3 separate regions of the Anser cygnoides genome follow, and all the other regions are linked to region 1. Evidence: chromatin contacts called from public Hi-C data. All regions are on one chromosome and are shown on one strand. The core of a region is the stretch at or near the end of the contact, and the rest is flanking DNA. Distances in the headings are between cores, read along the strand shown.

The links. A called contact is a pair of places that touch in the nucleus more often than the background predicts.
Region 2: a contact with region 1 is called in a Hi-C map of liver, with 5 times the contacts expected there. The contact joins two enhancer-like sites. A contact is called at or near these places in 2 of 7 Hi-C or Micro-C datasets (both in liver).
Region 3: a contact with region 1 is called in a Hi-C map of liver, with 3 times the contacts expected there. The contact joins two enhancer-like sites. A contact is called at or near these places in 4 of 7 Hi-C or Micro-C datasets (fetal liver and liver).

Annotation. Positions count from the first base shown.
Region 1 is chr2:119,120,857-119,123,556 of Taihu_goose_T2T_genome, reverse strand. The region is part of intron 5 of SPIDR (scaffold protein involved in DNA repair); the gene reads right to left. Among named protein-coding and RNA genes, the nearest start is that of SPIDR, 14 kb to the right of the region's middle. Within about 2 kb of position 1,341, at least 1 of the 3 cell types and tissues checked has open chromatin away from gene starts, as enhancers often do. A contact at or near this core is called in liver, where this site is marked.
Region 2 is chr2:119,273,686-119,276,385 of Taihu_goose_T2T_genome, reverse strand. All of the region lies in intron 10 of SPIDR (scaffold protein involved in DNA repair), which reads right to left. Among named protein-coding and RNA genes, the nearest start is that of CEBPD, 39 kb to the left of the region's middle. Within about 2 kb of position 1,350, at least 2 of the 3 cell types and tissues checked have open chromatin away from gene starts, as enhancers often do. A contact at or near this core is called in liver, where this site is marked.
Region 3 is chr2:119,318,266-119,320,965 of Taihu_goose_T2T_genome, reverse strand. It overlaps PRKDC (protein kinase, DNA-activated, catalytic subunit), which reads left to right. Exons shown (of 86, transcript XM_066992945.1): 86 at 1-2,676. Among named protein-coding and RNA genes, the nearest start is that of CEBPD, 5.4 kb to the right of the region's middle. Within about 2 kb of position 1,400, at least 1 of the 3 cell types and tissues checked has open chromatin away from gene starts, as enhancers often do. A contact at or near this core is called in liver, where this site is marked.

The DNA of each region.
Region 1 (2,700 bases), core at 92-2,591:
CTCTTTTGGAAAACACAGATGCTGAAAAATAAACATTAATGGTTGATCTTTATTCAGAGCACCACAGTCCCCAAGAAAAAGGGCAACTGGGCATCCTTCACAGGTAACAGAGCAGAGAAACACTCAGAGTAAAATCTTCCGGGATCAGGTCTTGCCAGATCTTTGTTCTTTATCACCTTAAGTAAAAGGTGATGCATGAGAAATTTCATCCTTTAACGAGATACAAAGGAAAGCAAAGCATGACCATGTCATTTTTTTCATAGACTTTTTCCCCACGTCCAATAATTCTGGAGTGAACCAAAATTAGCTAACAGCTGCTCACCACAAGACGAGACTAAACTTGCCTTCCTCATTACCCTCTGTCAAGTAGCTTTACAAGTCAGAGGCAGCTAGCTGATAAGAAAGACGCTGCACAGTGACTTAAGATGGAACACAAACTGAAATGGGACTGTAGTTTTACACCTGACACAAAAACAAGAGTTTTACCCTCATACAGAAACAATACATCAAGTCTTTCTACGTAGTTAATTGAATAGAAGAAATTTTCAAATTAGATCTACTGGTATATTAGGGAAAAAAACAGCTATGAAGTTATTCATTTCCCAGTAGAAACCAATCACGCTCTTACCATGGGTAAATACTACAATAAAGATATTTGGCAGCAATCCTAAACCTCTAGAACCTCTTGGTATTTGGCATATTTTGAAGTGGGGTAAAATAAATTTCATGGTCTTTTGATTATCCACACACTCCATTAGGTTCCAGAGATTTAGTAAATACCACAAAAATGATGATATATCAACATTTGGCTCTTTTTCCTTTCCCCACCATGAACTAGGCCACAAAATTAAGAGGCCTTTTTGAAGAATACTCATACAGCAAATGATCTCCTATAGCGAACACTTCTTTTGTGTTCTCTCTTGGAATCCTCTCAAACAGCTCGCCTGCAATGTTTCCTAGGAAAATAGCATATCTGAAGTAAAGCAAAACAAAGAATGCAAATGACACAGTGATCGCCGGGGCTTTAACCTCCTGCATACACCAAATTCCCAGAAGAAAGTTTACTGGTAAGGCTGACCACCCATGGAAATTCCCACAGCGTGGCACTCCGACCAGGAAAGAGAAACCTGAAAAGGGATCCTGAGATTCCCAATTTACCCCCAAATTTTGTAGTAGCATAGCTTATTCTGGTTAAGGTTAAAATCTGTTGATTTCAGTATTGTTGCATTGAAATGAACCCGCTCCTGGGCACCATTTACTATTACTGAAGCGTCTCATAGCATTCACCCAACTTTCCATCTACAGTGGAGTAAATCATGCCGGTATAACAGAAGAGGGACTTTTATGGCTTGCATAAATCCCAGTCTGTTTTCCCAGGTTTACATGGACTGGACGTTCTCTTCTAACACTGCTGTCCAAGACTTGTGCTACTTTAAATCAATTCTTCAAGAACCTGAAAAAATATTCGATTAACCCATGGTGAACTCTGAGCGATGGATGCTAAATCGCTGCTCCCATCCACATGAGACAGCCGAACGCCAGGTCACACGTGTCAACACGGCAGCACGCTGTACCACGGGACGTCCAGCTCCACTTGGTTGCTTCCACCCTCTGCCTGCAACCAGAAGATGTCCTCCGAAAGGCAGCAGGACCCTGCTATTTGACTGCTTTGGTGGGGAAGCTGCAGACGGCTCTCAGCCTGCAGGCAGAGCTTCCCTCCAGCCGCGCTGAGGAAGCCTCTCTGCCTAGATAAATGGAAATAACCCCGCCAGGCTGCCCGCTGCCCGGGGAGCAGGGAGCGGCTCGCAGCCCGGCCTCTGGTGCCCTCTGCCGGCACCCGGTGGGTGTCGCTCGGCCACCCTCGTGGAGCCAAGGCCGGCCCCGCACCCGGCGGCACCTTCCCCTGCTGCCTGCGCTGACCCACGCCTCTCTCCTCTCATCAGGCGCCGCTGAGAAAGGTCAGGCTGGAAGCCGGCCGCTACCCTCACCCAGAGGGTGGAAGAGCACAGCCAGAGCCTTCCTCAGCCTTCCCCCAGCCCAGCGATGTCAGCCCCTTCGGCCTGCCCTCGCAACACCCTGCGTGCCGGCCCCAGCCAGCCCGCTCTGCTGGCCTCCCCTCACGTCCCGCCGGGAGAGGTTACGTGTTGACTTCGCCTAGGATGGTGTCAAACCTCAAGTCTTCTAGTACAAGTCGTTTCTTTATAACAAATTAAATAAAGGTTAAAAACTTCTGCCATTTATTCTATAATTGATACAGCACGGCTTCCTTACGAATTAACAGCTGTGTTTTCTAAAGTTAAAAAACAAAACGGTACACCTCTCTAACGGAAATACTACCGGACCTTAGCTGACAGGATTCAATATTTGTTTCTGCCCCTTCCCTGAGCTCTCCAATCCTCATCACTGAAAAAGCAAGTCCTGTATTAGCCCCTTGCCACATCTCAGCTCTGACAATATGCTCTATTCACAATACTTGCATCTTATACAGCCAAGGTATCCAAGTACTCCAAAGAAATAGGTAGTTGTCTTACCCACATTACAGGAAATCTGGACATTAACTTTCTAAAGGCAGCGCCCCTTAGACAGGGGCTATAAAGAATCCAGATCAAATTTCTGGTAAGAAACCTACCCACTTGGTCACCTTTTTTGTGTGCACACTGAAATGCAATAAATTCCATTTAACTGTAATAAACTTCTTTA
Region 2 (2,700 bases), core at 101-2,600, 150 kb before region 1:
CTTATGTCTCTGTTACAGATGATATCCAGTAGAAAAATCATGTTCCAAATATAACGTGTAATTACCATCCAGCCACTTACAGTACTTATCTGTGAATCTGAGGAGGGGTTCTTTGTTTATTTTTTTAATCTTAAGACTTTGTAATTACTGTTTTGGCATCCAAGAATTCCAACAGTCAGTGAGGTACTGCCAAAAGATCTTCTCTTGCAAGGTGCCCAGCACTCCCCTTTCCAAGAAAATCAGCATTCAACTGCTGGTTCTGGCAACATTTCACATCATCTTTGCTGTGCTACGTTTCCTCTACGCCTCAGTTCCTTATTCGTAAAAATTCAGAATAAAAGTCCTGCCCTCAAAGGGTGATTGGAAAACCATATAGCTGAATCGTAGTGTCTAGGAGGACAGGTCCAAAAAATCCATGTGCTACGTCCTGCTCGAGGTGGGGGAGGAGGTTTTATATATATATATATGTATAGATAAACAGTGGGCTTGCAGTAATAACCCATCTCTTCTGAGCTACAGGTTTCAGAGAACTTCAAACTCCTGCTGCAGAACCCATGGCAAGTGCATTACAGAATTACAGCATCTGGAATGAAGCAAGCACACGACAGCAGCGGTACTGGTTGTGCTTACCTTTCATGGTATTATTTGTGGATTCACCTGATTTACTTCTAAACCACATAGACTACAAATGGGATTTTAGAAAGCTTTATTAAAAAAAAAAAAAAAGAAGAAAGAAAAGAAAAAATAATGTGAGTATAAAAAAAAATAAAAAGCACTGCTCACTTCAGAAGGGACAGAACATCCCAAGATGCATTCTTGGTATTAGAGCCCTGCACATGTGATTCCACAGTGCATGTGAAAGGTAACTGAAATATAATAACATTGCAGGATTTCTTACAGAGCTGCGTCTGTGTTCAATAAGACATTCTGCTGTTTCAGTGCCACATCATCTCACCGAAATAGCACAAAACTATAATATTCACCAAAGTAAACAGCAGAACTAAGTGCAAGGAAGAAAAGCAGAAGTGAAATCTTGTCGGGGCTCCTTCCCTGGCAGAAAGGCAACTTTCTACTCTTCCTTCAAGGGGTCTGTCGTTCCTGTTTTGCACTCACGTTGTTTTCCTCTCCTGCCGTTTGTTGGCTGCATTTCCTAGGTGTGTGTCTAAATGAGGGAGAGGGAGCGTGTTTGTGTGTGCATGTAGCATGTTTACAAGAGTTATGGTAGCTGTTCTCAGCAGTCCACCGAGAATTCTAGGAAACGGCCCCTGTTATTTTATTCTAGGTCAATGTCAGCTCATGTCAGGCAGGAAAGATCACACAGGACAGCTCGCTCAATCGCGCAGTCCTGGACGGAGGCCTCAATGGGAGAGAGAAAGCAAGCAAGCTGCGAGTGGGCGGAGTGCCTTCCCAGCACTCTACCAACCACCGCACAAGGAATTATGATAAACACCACTCTGGAAACCAGATACAACAGTACATTGTGTTCTTCTTCTGAAAAACAACCAGACTTCTGCTCACTTAAAGTAAACAGTTAATCCTGTTTATCTTTTTTTTTTCTTGATGAGTTGTTAACAGAACAATCTCTTCTGCAAAGCAAGTAAGAGGTTCATCCCTTAAATTCATGCTCATTTTCTCTTCCTTCAAGAAAAAAAAAAAAAAATCAATACGTAAACTTTCTACTATCGGCAAACAGTGTGGAATAACAATCTTTCTTGGCTTAAACTGACTTAACAAAGCGATGCCAAAACTGAATGAAACCTTTCCCTCACATATTTTATTTTGGAAAACTGAAGTCCCAAACAGAGAGTTCTGTTCATCTCATTTAACTATTCCTTTTCCAACAAGAACAAGCAAAACTGATAAAACATATAAATTAATCAGCATGTGTGGTGCCCTTGCAGCCTGAGCAAACAGTGCATTGTATGCGTAGATCAGCTACGACCATGGGGGTGTTCTCAGGTTTTCTCTGCAAGCCAAAAAAAGAGGATTCAGAGTAAATGCCTGCAAATGAAGTAATAATTTTTGTTGTTGTTTGTTTTCAAAATATATGCTTACTGTGCAAATTCACGATGTCTCTGACTTTCAGTATTAAGAGTGATTAATTAGAAAAGCACATGGAAGTGATTATCTTGTTTTGTTGGAGTCTCCACACTATACCTATTAACTACTTCTTACTGGAGAGTCCAGTTGAGCCCACTGAAAGCTACCAGCTTTTCCAAGGGGAATTCTAATTTTTAGCACTTAGGAATTTAAATAGTTCTGAAAGTCAATAATGAAAGTGTGCTTAACATCCCCAGTCAGTAAAAGCTTGTTGATTTAGCTATTTATAATCATAAAAATACGTGATTTGCAAAACTTAAAAAGGAGAAGGAAAATATCCCCAGTTTATTTTTACCCATCTTGCAAGCTCCAGATCTAAGATTCTGGGTTTTCTGTGCAACAGATGTCAGCCAGTGCAAAAAGGTAAATTCAGGTCTGGGAAGGTAACAAAATGAAAGTCCGGTTTTTCATATATATGTATATATTGAATATTTTACATGGAAAACTTTTGCATTTTTATGTTTTATTTTTGCTGTTTTTTTTTTTCCCCTTGAGATTTTTTTTTTTACTCTTTTGCAACAACCGCTGAATTTACTCAGCCCCGGGGATCTAAGTGACAGAACAGGTCTCTGAAGTGCCAGAACAGGACAAAGCAGTGCT
Region 3 (2,700 bases), core at 151-2,650, 200 kb before region 1:
AGGCCAAAATGGGAAAAAAACATTTAACCACTTTTATCATTGGTTAACTTGACTAATATAGACAATATTTTTGTATGAAAGCTGTATTTGAATAATGATTTGTTTATGGGGTTCTGCACCCAAGCAGTTTTATTGTTTTTGTGTTAAAGTCAATGTGGAAAGAACTGGCAAGGCTTGCAGAGCTTTAAGAGTAATGTGAAAGGCACTCTGATCATTCAGAGGAGAGTCACGAATTCATACCCTCTGGACTTGTAGGCATCCTTGTGGTAAAAGTGTGTGCTTCATGTTTTTGTTCAGAGACCTTACTGGCAGTCAGCTGAAACCATTCTGCTGACACGTTATTTGTAATTAAAACGAGAAGGTTCTCATATCAAGAGAAACAGTAAAGCACATGGTAAAATTAATGAGAAAATGGTGTTTAGCTCTAGATAACACATAAGGTATCTGGATGGTTATTTCATTACTGGATAATGAGAAACTAATGATGAGATCGTGCCAGTTTGTTACAGCAGGTTGGCTTTTAACAATCAGGGATTTTAATCTGTGCCTCTGTACTTTAGAGGTCTATACTCCTCATGTTTTATTGATTCCAAATTAGTTGTTTGGCCAAAGTCAGACATTGGCACTGGCAGCGCAGCGAAGTACTGTAAGCTTCTTGCCATAACTGCAGCACAGCAAAGTACTGTCTGTTGCACTTTGGTATTTACTCATGACAAAGTTGAGAAGTCATGCGAGATTTAGCTCTTACTCTCTGGCAGGCAGTTTTCAGGTAACCTTGGTGGCGAATACAGTGCAGCACAGACAGCAAGGTGGCAAGATTTTTTTTTCTAAATTATTGCGGTTGTTTATTACCCATAATTCATTGTCGAAGATATTTTCCATTTATGTTTTCAATAATTATCATAAAAGGTATAATAAAAGTGAGTCTTTGCCCTTTCACCACCTACAAGCTCTCCTTCCTGCCTCTGTGGCAAGGGGGTAGTCTCAGTCTTGTTGAGGCCGTGGCTGCCTCTGGCACCGATTTCAAGTGAACCTTTCAGCTGGAGGGCAGAGGAATCTGTCCTGGTTAAAGGCTGTGAAAGTCTCAAGACTGGGAAGACTGCTGGCAGAAACCTAATGAATAGGGCAGGAGCTGTTCAGTAGTGGTTTTTTTTTTTTTGTTCCAAAATTTTCCAGCAACTACTATTTGTTACCTTCCTTCTTATTAAATATGATCAATTGTTTGTCAATAATTAACATTATGAATCAAAAATTCAAAATCTTTTTATCGGATTTATTTATTAAAAATACTGTTCACTCGTATTTTTTGAAGAGCAAACATTACAGATAAGACCATTTATTTAAAAATAAAAATAAAATTAAACCTTTAGATGTATTGGTTGTTTTTAAAGTTAATTTAGGGCACTTTAATCACTGAAAACACCAAAATTTACCCATTTATGCAGGTGATGATGAGCGGACAGGGTTTTTTCCATAGGTGTGCAATATGGTTATTTTTATATACACGTGCGTGTGTCCTGCGTCTCGGTGCATTTTGTTCTTTTCATCTCTGGCAACAATCAAGCAGGTGGCATTATGACTAACGATAGGCTCTCTGAGGCAGCCTGGGTTTCAAGTTGTCACTGCAAATATAAGAAAGTTAAAGCACAATAAAAAGCTACATGAAAAGGCGAGGGGACGTTTAGAAATGAAGTGGCTGATCATACAAGGTGTTAAATTGCACTTTTGGCACATACCTTAGATATTTACTAGGTACTTTGACCCGTACCATGGAGGACAAAGTTTAGGTTTATAGTTTAACGAGGTTCTTCGTGTAGTGACTTTTGATACCTTTGGCAGCACTGGACTTCTCTGCTTCCCCAGCCCATGCTGCTCAGTAGGGCTCGCTCCAAAGCTGAGCGAGGTGCCCTGAGCTGGAATGTAGAATGGGATGGAGCAGAGGCACAGTCCTGCTCTTCCATGTGACAGAGGCTGTAGTGGACCCCCATCCCTCTCCTCCTCTCCCTCCAGTCAATATTGAGAGGTCCTTGGGCCAGGCAGCAAAGCCACAAATGGTAGGTGACAGTAGCCCTAACAATGCAGAAAGCTTAGAACATTCCTACAGCGTTTAAAAAATAAAAATCTCGAAGTAGTTAAAAGCTTGGTTTTGGCCCTAAAATAAGTGTTTGTAATTTGAAGCCCCAGCTACTTCACTCTTACTAGTGATGCATTTGTCATCCTCACAAAGCAGCACTGGAACAATGTCAGCATCGTACCGCTGCCTCTTCACGAGCAGAAACCCTTCCTATGCAAAGCAAGTGCAATTATGCTAATGGAGGAGTAAAAGACCAGGCTTTCTCTGTGCAACTAAATAAGTCTGAAAATAACCTCCAACATATGTAAATTGCAGCTGCTTTGCTCACTTGAGTGCTCTAAATACAATACAGAAGTTAAATGGAAGGGCTAAAGCCAACCTGTGAACCAGCAAGGAAAGTACTGACATAGGGAAAACCTCAAGTTGCTGGGCTGTGCACCTTATGGGGTGGTTTCGTTCAGTTTCCAGAAAGGAGTAAGATGATGAGTGTCTCAAAGTCAGAGACAGCCTCAGGTCTCATGATGCAAAACTAAACTTAGCAACTATCTACAGGTATGGTAGATTATTTCTTTCCTGGATTAAATAAACAGATGTGGACTGTATCTGGGAATTCATTAATTGCATCT